Linked DNA regions of Danio rerio: region 1 is linked to region 2. Evidence: chromatin contacts called from public Micro-C data. All regions are on one chromosome and are shown on one strand. Each heading gives the region's core, a stretch centred on a gene start, on an enhancer-like site or on the middle of the called end of the contact. The rest is flanking DNA. Distances are from core to core; before and after follow the strand shown. Region 1 holds the start of pard6gb (par-6 family cell polarity regulator gamma b). Region 2 holds the start of asns (asparagine synthetase).

What was found. Hi-C and Micro-C count contacts between places; a contact is called where the count stands out from the background.
Region 1: a contact with region 2 is called in a Micro-C map of caudal fin, with 8 times the contacts expected there. The contact joins the promoter of pard6gb here to the promoter of asns in region 2. A contact is called at or near these places in 1 of 18 Hi-C or Micro-C datasets (caudal fin) and 1 of 4 datasets of contacts at active chromatin or transcription factors (caudal fin).

Annotation. Positions count from the first base shown.
Region 1 is chr19:28,185,178-28,189,228 of GRCz12tu, reverse strand. It overlaps pard6gb (par-6 family cell polarity regulator gamma b), which reads left to right and starts at 1,964. Exons shown (of 3, transcript NM_212563.1): 1 at 1,964-2,051. The coding sequence starts at 1,980.
Region 2 is chr19:28,089,744-28,093,762 of GRCz12tu, reverse strand. asns (asparagine synthetase) reads left to right here and starts at 1,322. Exons shown (of 12, transcript NM_201163.3): 1 at 1,322-1,387; 2 at 3,059-3,314. The coding sequence starts at 3,066.

The DNA.
Region 1 (4,051 bases), core at 715-3,214, 95 kb before region 2:
GGCACATCAGCTGTCGGGCACCGGCGCCTCAGAGCCGCTTCCCTGGAATGCCGCACATCCAGACATTCTGCATGAACGCCAGTAATGTTACCAGCAGCTTCTAAAAAGGCCGGGGAACTTATAGTCCCTTTACTGTACGCCATGTGAAATTCATATGCATAGGCTATGTGAGAGTTGGTTTGAAGAACTTTTCAAATCATACTATGGCTAAGGAGTATGGTTCATGAATATTTATAACGTATTGTTAAAGTTGCTTAGTAACCTTCTGAGTGTTCCATCACGTGATCTTATTAATAAACATAAGCCATGCCTTCGCAAAGAAAGGCAATCGATTCTTTTCGAAGGAGAATAGCTTGTTTCTGCTAGATGGTCTGTCTAGTTATATGTAGGAATTGTTTTTTTTCTGTTTTATATCTAAAAAAAAATAAATAATTTATTTTTATTGTGCTACTTTATTATTACAATTTCTTATTTGTCTGAAAACAGACTAATCTGCAAATTGTCTCTTTAAGATCAGTATTGTTTTTATACATATACAGAAGATTTTTTTTCTGAAATCATGGCATTGGTGTTTTATAAAATGCAAGCCAACAACTGGCACTTTGGGAATAAAATAAATTTAAAATAAATTAAAAATTAAATTAAATTAAATAAATAAACAAATATAGTAAAAAATACAGGTAGAAAACTAAAAAGGCTCAACTAATACCGGGGCGACACAATGGCTCGGTAGTTAGCACTGTTCCCTCACAGCAAGAAGGTCGCTGCTTTGTTCTCTCTGTGTCCGTGTGGGTTTCCTGCGGATGCTCCGGTTTCCCCCACAATCCAAAGACATGCGGGTATAGGTGACTTGAATAAACTAAATTGGCCGTAGTGTATGTGTGTGTATGGATGTTTCCCAGTAGGCAACTTGGTTACGGCTGGAAAGGCATCCACTGTGTAAAACATATGCTGGATAAGTTGGCGGTTCATTCCACTTTGGGGACCCCAAATGAATCAAGAGACTAAGAAGCAGGAAAATGAATGGATGAATTAATTAATGGCCAAAATATATTATTATTATTATTATTATGTTTGTTGTTGTTGTTGTTGTTGTTGTTGATTCATTAATTAATAATTAATTACTTTTATTTATTATTGTTCATAGATCCTGGCTGAGTAAACACAACATTTCATTTTTTTGTGACTGTCCCTTTATTTTTACTTTTTAAATTTTAATTTCATGTATATTATGAATAAAAATATACAACCACAATAAGACAGATATAAGAGAGGAAAATACATTAACTGCAGAGAGAGAAAGACTAACAAAACAAAGAAGGGGGTAAGTAAATCACAATTGAACAAAAGTGTATGAAAATAAATAAATTAAGAGCATTACAGAAAAGCTATCTAACTCAAATCAGAATCAACAGCGACAGTTCTTCATATAGTACCAAAACTCGGACAGATTTTTGTTGTTTTGTTGTAAGATTTGAGCTGAGCGTCAACTTCAATCTGAAAATGTCGAGAATTTAGGATTGAAGCCATGCATCTTTGTTTATGCATGTAAAAATGTGACTGTCCCTTTAATCAAGAAATCAACCGCATCACCTTATCCCGCTTACTAACGTTCGCTTTGCAGCCAATCAGCTACCTCTAAGGAAGACCATCGTTACGTAATTAATATTCATAAGCCAAACCCTCACCGTAGTAGAATTAGCAACCCGTCGGAGACAGAGCGATGATGTCATATGTGAAAACTTAGCCCACTCCCCCTAGTGAGAGGTACTGATTAGTCTTTCACATAATTTTCTGCAGAAGTTTTGTGAAGTGACCGAGACACCGCGCGACCTGAAGTTTAGAAAAACTGTCGCACAGCCTCAGTGGACTGATTTTTTTCCTCCTTTGGAAAGTGAACATTGGACGTTCAATAACGGGACAGGCTTATAAATCGAGCCCATCACCCTGGACGGGCTGAAAAGTTTCAAGCGAGCAAAATGAACCGGAGTTTTAATAAATCACAATCTTTGCGTAGCTTGAACATGAACGCGGTGGAAGTGAAAAGCAAGGTGAGTTGAATGTGCAGCGAAAACTATTTTACGAGAATAGTTTAGTTGCAGAGTTACACGATGTTGTGTTTGGATGGGAACAGAAGGAATTGCTAACTTTGGTTAGCCCATGTCAGATTTATGCTATATGAGGTACTCGGATGAATCTTTGCATAATTGTGATTTTTTTTCATGTTTATTGAATCATTTTCAAATGTTTTCCTCTGTTGTAGATTATTATTTTGTAACTTCTATCTTCTCAAGTAGAATCAATTACGTTACAGAACAGCACTGTTTTTGACGCTGGAACTGTCACATCATTGAACAGTGTTTATGTTTTTTTATTATTATTATTACTTAAAATGTCCATAAGGACATTAAATTACTAAAAGGTTCAAGCAAATCTAGTTATAGCAATGGTCAGGATGCAGCATGTGGCTTTCAGATGGGATTTGTTTTCTGCTTGAGGTTTCGCGCTTCTCTCTGATGTTTTGTTTGTCACTCACAACAGGTCAGGTTAGGTTAAATACTGTCTTCATTAACAGCTATTCGAAAATAGCATCTAAACAACACAAGGGCATATTTACACATTTGACAGGATCAAACACGAGAGCTGATTCATTGGGATGGGCTCATTTATTTGTGTCCGTTGGACAAAGTGATATTTTGCTTCTTTTATTGGTTTACATGTTGCATATACAACCGGTTTACATTGGTGTTGCATTAATATCTATCTATCTATCTAGCTAGATGTATGTCTCTGACTGTCTGTCTGTCTTTCTTTTTGTCTGTCTCTCTGTCTATCTATTTATGTCTGCCTGTCTGTATATCTGCCCGTCTGTCTCTGTCTGTCTGTATATCTGTCTGTCTGTCTGTCTGTCTGTCTGTCTGTCTGTCTGTATACTTGTCTGTCTGTCTATATATCTGCCTGTTTGTCTGTCTCTGTATCAATCTATATGTTTGTCTGTCTCTCTATCTGTCTATCTATCTATATATGTCTGTCTCTCTGTCTGTCTGTCTATCTATCTCTCTCTGTCTATCTGTGTCTATCTATTTATATGGCTGTCTGTTTGTCTGTCTATCGATCTATATGTCTGTCTGTCTGTCTATCTTTTTGTCTGTCTCTCTGTCTATCTATTTATGTCTGTCTGTCTGTATATCTGCCTGTCTGTATATCTATCTATCTATCTATCTATCTATCTATCTATCTATCTATCTATCTATCTATCTATCTATCTATCTATCTATCTATCTATCTATCTATCTATCTATCTGTCTGTATATCTGCCTGTCTGTCTGTCTGTCTGTCTGTCTGTCTGTATACTTGTCTGTCTGTCTATATATCTGCCTGTTTGTCTGTCTCTGTATCAATCTATATGTTTGTCTGTCTCTCTGTCTATCTATATATGTCTGTCTCTCTGTCTGTCTGTCTATCTATCTCTCTCTGTCTATCTGTTTATATGGCTGTCTGTTTGTCTGTCTATCAATCTATATGTCTGTCTGTCTGTCTGTCTGTCTGTCTTCAGAAACTGAAACTTGTATGTTGTATTTCTTTCAGTTTAAACACACATGACCACATTAACACACACACACACACACACACACACACACACACACACACACACACACACACACACACACACATATATATATATATATATATATATATATATATATATATATATATATATATATATGGGTCAATGACGTGACGCTCATTTTTTTGTGTCCATGTCTTTTAAATAAATTCAAGTAGGTTACAGTTTCAAAATAAATAAGCAAATTACTTGCATACATTCTCTATTTTGAGGACCAAGTTTAATTTTTTGGTTTTAATCCATTTTAAGAAAATTTTTAGGGGATTATTGCAAGAATGTCAATGTGGTGTAACCAAAAAAAATTGGTACCAAATAGTTTACCTTGTTTAAAAAATGTGAAAGCCTCAATGAAACATTGTATCGGCTAGTCTGGCATAATTTTACATTAGACATATTTAATAGTAAATAAAGGTAAATATAGCA
Region 2 (4,019 bases), core at 73-2,572:
GTGGAACCTAAAAAAATGTTAGCTTAAAAACTGTCATAATATCTGGATATACAGTTTACATCTCACCAGTCACTTCAGGATTTTAAGAGTCTTAAAGTATCTCAAGATCAAAAAAAAAAAGAAAAAAATGTGATATACATATACATACACACACATGTAGCAGAACACAATAATTGAAGTGTACTGTGTAATGTCCTAAGTTTTGAGCCATTAGAAAAGCTGTCACTTTAGATTTTAAAAAAAATGTAAAAGTGTATATTATAATAATTATAAAAATAACAAGTTTTCTCAAACCCATACCTAGTAAATCCAGAGAAACAAAATAGAGAGTATTAAAGTGGTATATATGAATAGCAGGGGTTTCCAAACTCAGTTTTGGAGGGCTAGTGCCATGAATAGTTTAGCTCCAGCTTCCTTCAACATGCTTGCCTGGAAGTTCCTAGTACAGTGGTGTCCAAACTCAGTCCTGGAGGGTCGGTGTTCTTGAGGGTTTAGCTTCAACCCTAAACAAACCCACCTGAACCAGCTAATCAAACTCTTACTAGATATATTAGAAACCTCCTATCAGGTGTGTTGAAGCAAGTTGTAACTACTCTGCAGGCTACCGAATCTCCAGGACCGAGTTTGGACACCCCTGTTGTAGTATTTCTACAAAGAGCTTGATTAGGTTCAAGTGTATCTTATTGGGGTTGGAACTGAATTCTGCAGTACACCAGCCCACCAGCACCCCCTGTGTGTGAAATAATGATTTTGAATATATATTTATATATGTATTGGCGCAGTAGGTAGTGCCGTCGCCTCACAGCAACAAGGTTGCTGGTTCGAGCCTCGACTGGGTCAGTTGGCGCTGCTCTATGGAGTTTGCATTTTTGTATGTATTATAATATAATAGCTGTACTATTATGTATATAAAACTTTGTTAATAAGATTAAGGAAATATATTTTCTTTTTATGTAAAGGTTCTGTTTTGCAGAAAACAAAACCAAACAAAACATTTTAACATTAACACTCTCAAAGTACTCAATTTCTAAAAGGAAAAAAAATCTTTCCAAACCAAATTAAAATAACTGCATTACCAAAGTAAGTGAACTAAGGGTATTGACTCTGGGTATTGCTTACAAAAGGAACAGTTAGCATCAATATATTTTTGTGTTTTATTAAGAGAAATGAATTAGTATACGTCAGTTCATCATCAGTACTTCCAGTTCTAGTACGCTGAGCAGTCACATGACGAATTACGACCAATCAGCGGCGACTATCACTCTGAAGCAGCAGAGGACACAGAAACGCCGCACATGTGTTTCATCATCCGAACTTCAGTGCGAAACACGGGAAACGCGACCTATCTCTTATTCTCGACCAGTGCTGACCAAATAAATCCTTAAAGGTAGTATTCTTTATGTGTGGTTTTACGTCATACGCACTGTTTAATGCGTTCATATGCAATCAGAAGTACAGCCTCCGACTAAACAAGTATTAATAATCAAAGCAGCTCTTTCTGCCATATGTTAGTTTCAGCAGCAGTAACGTTAGGCTATTAATGTTAAAATTGAACAGCTTATTTTGTATAACGTAGCTAATGTATTGCTTACATGCATTTTACAGTTATAAGGTTTATCTGTGCAGTTTAACAGTTAAGTTGCTCAAGCCAGCTATGTGTATGTGTGGGCCGGTTTTGCAAGTCAGGAAGTATTGATGACAGGATAAAAGCTCCTATTAATAATATGAACAATTTGGCTATTATAATATTACGCATAAGTTACTTGCTAGTGTAACCAATTCACGTAAATTGCGCATCTGCTAATCGGCTTTAATACTTTTTTTTAAAGAATGTAAAAGATACGTTTTACTTTTAGTTGTGTATATATGTATTATGTTTATTGTTGTTGTTATTGACAATATTGACCAATTAACAGTAAGATGTTTCAATGCAAACATAGTGCAGCAGTATGAATCTCATTATTTCTCTTTAAGGGAGTTTATATATATATATATATATATATATATATATATATATATATATATATATATATATATATATATATATATATATTAAGCAATAACTTATACACTTTTAAGGCAGTTAAAGCTACTAACTTGATAATCAACAGTATGCTTTAACTGAAAGAAAATTTCAAGCAAGATGGCTCATCAGCGGAAACTCGAAGCTAAATACAGTAGTACATTACTGCCCTGCTTTTTCAGCAACAATGGTTGCAAAAGTACTTTATCCTTTTCACCCTATTCTTTCTGATAAAAGCAGGCTCAGCCATTCAAACATTATTTACTCGAGATTTAATGACTCATTCACTTCCATAGATTTTTAGCTGTAAAAAAGTTCATTATGCTGCTTGATGTTGATATTTTCTTATAAAATGCTATTTTTATTTATTACATTTTCTATTTATTTACACACTGTTTGTAAAGCAAGTAGTTCGACTGTTTTTGGCGTTTGTTGTTTCTAGTAATTTTCCCCATAGATACATGAATCGAAAGTCCTAAAACAACTCTGAAGAAAAAAAAAAAAAGAGTCAAAAACTGAAGAGTCAAAAAGTCAAGAGTTTTTTTTTTTTAATATTCAAAATCAATATCTCACATAGATGTATATGAAACAATTACTTGTTTATATGCATACTAGGCAATAAACTTGAAACTAAGTATTTTGAGAGCAAGTAAGCAAGCTAAAGGTGTATTCTTTCTCACCTTGCTCGCTTCTACTCTCTGATTGGTTGATTATTATTTTTTTTTCAAAATTTTTTCCTTTACTTTTATTGAACTGTACCTTTAAACCTGATAGATTTAATTCTAATAGGCCCAATGAACACTACATTTTGTAGTATATATAATTTGCAGTAACCATTTTGTTCTATAAACTTAACTAATACATTTTTATGTACTGTATATTTAATTTAAGCTCTTTTAATTCACTTGTCATTTTCACTTTTCATGGGATTGCAGTTTGGCTTGTTAGTTTGTGCCCATTTTAAAATATGATTTTTTAAATTATATTTATTATATTCTACTTAATAATACCTTTGATGTTGTTATTAATCCGCAGCATCAGAATGTGTGGCATATGGGCCTTGTTTGGTAGTGATGAGTGCCTTTCAGTTCAGTGCACTAATGCCATGAAGATCTTTCATCGTGGACCGGATGCTTTCCGCTTCGAGAATGTCAACGGTTTCACTAACTGCTGCTTTGGGTTTCACCGTCTTGCGATTGTGGACCAGCTTTATGGCATGCAGCCTCTGCGAGTCAAAAAGTTCCCTTATCTGTGGTTATGTTACAACGGTGAAATCTACAACCACATCAAGGTTGGTAACAGTGTTTTTGACATCTCATCTCAATGAATCCACTGAATTACTGAAAGTCTTACTTTTTTATTTAGAGGTATTAAAATATTTGAAATTTTTGTATTTATTTGAATAAAAAACACTTCAGACTACATGGCCTAAATGTTTGTGTAACAGATTTCTTTGTTGGATCACAACCAACGGTTTGGAACACGTGGCACGTGGATTAATATCTATATATGTATATGTATGTATGTATGTATGTATGTATGTATGTATGTATGTATGTATATGTGTGTGTGTATATATATATTTTTTTTCTCACATTTTTTTTTTTCTCACAGAGAGATCGACTCTTGCGTCATACAAATCACATATATGAAAGCATTTAGGCTTTCCTGTGTTTTCTGTCACTACTTGTTTAGGCTGCATCAATGCATTCAGTGTAAGCTGCATGATTAATCATTAAAAGATCGGGATCTCAACACCCACGCAACATAAATTATAGACCTTTTTCGTGTTTTGTGCCATTTAAATGAAGCCTCGTCATCACTTAAGTGATAATTTTCTCTTTTTTTTCAAATATATAACCAGCTTAAACAAATGTAAATCACCAAAATGTACTGTCCCACAAACAGATTGATTAAAAGACTGGCACAAAGTGAAAATAAAGTGGCATTTTGAAATGACAGAAAAACGCATACAGTACCATGGTAAAAACTACAC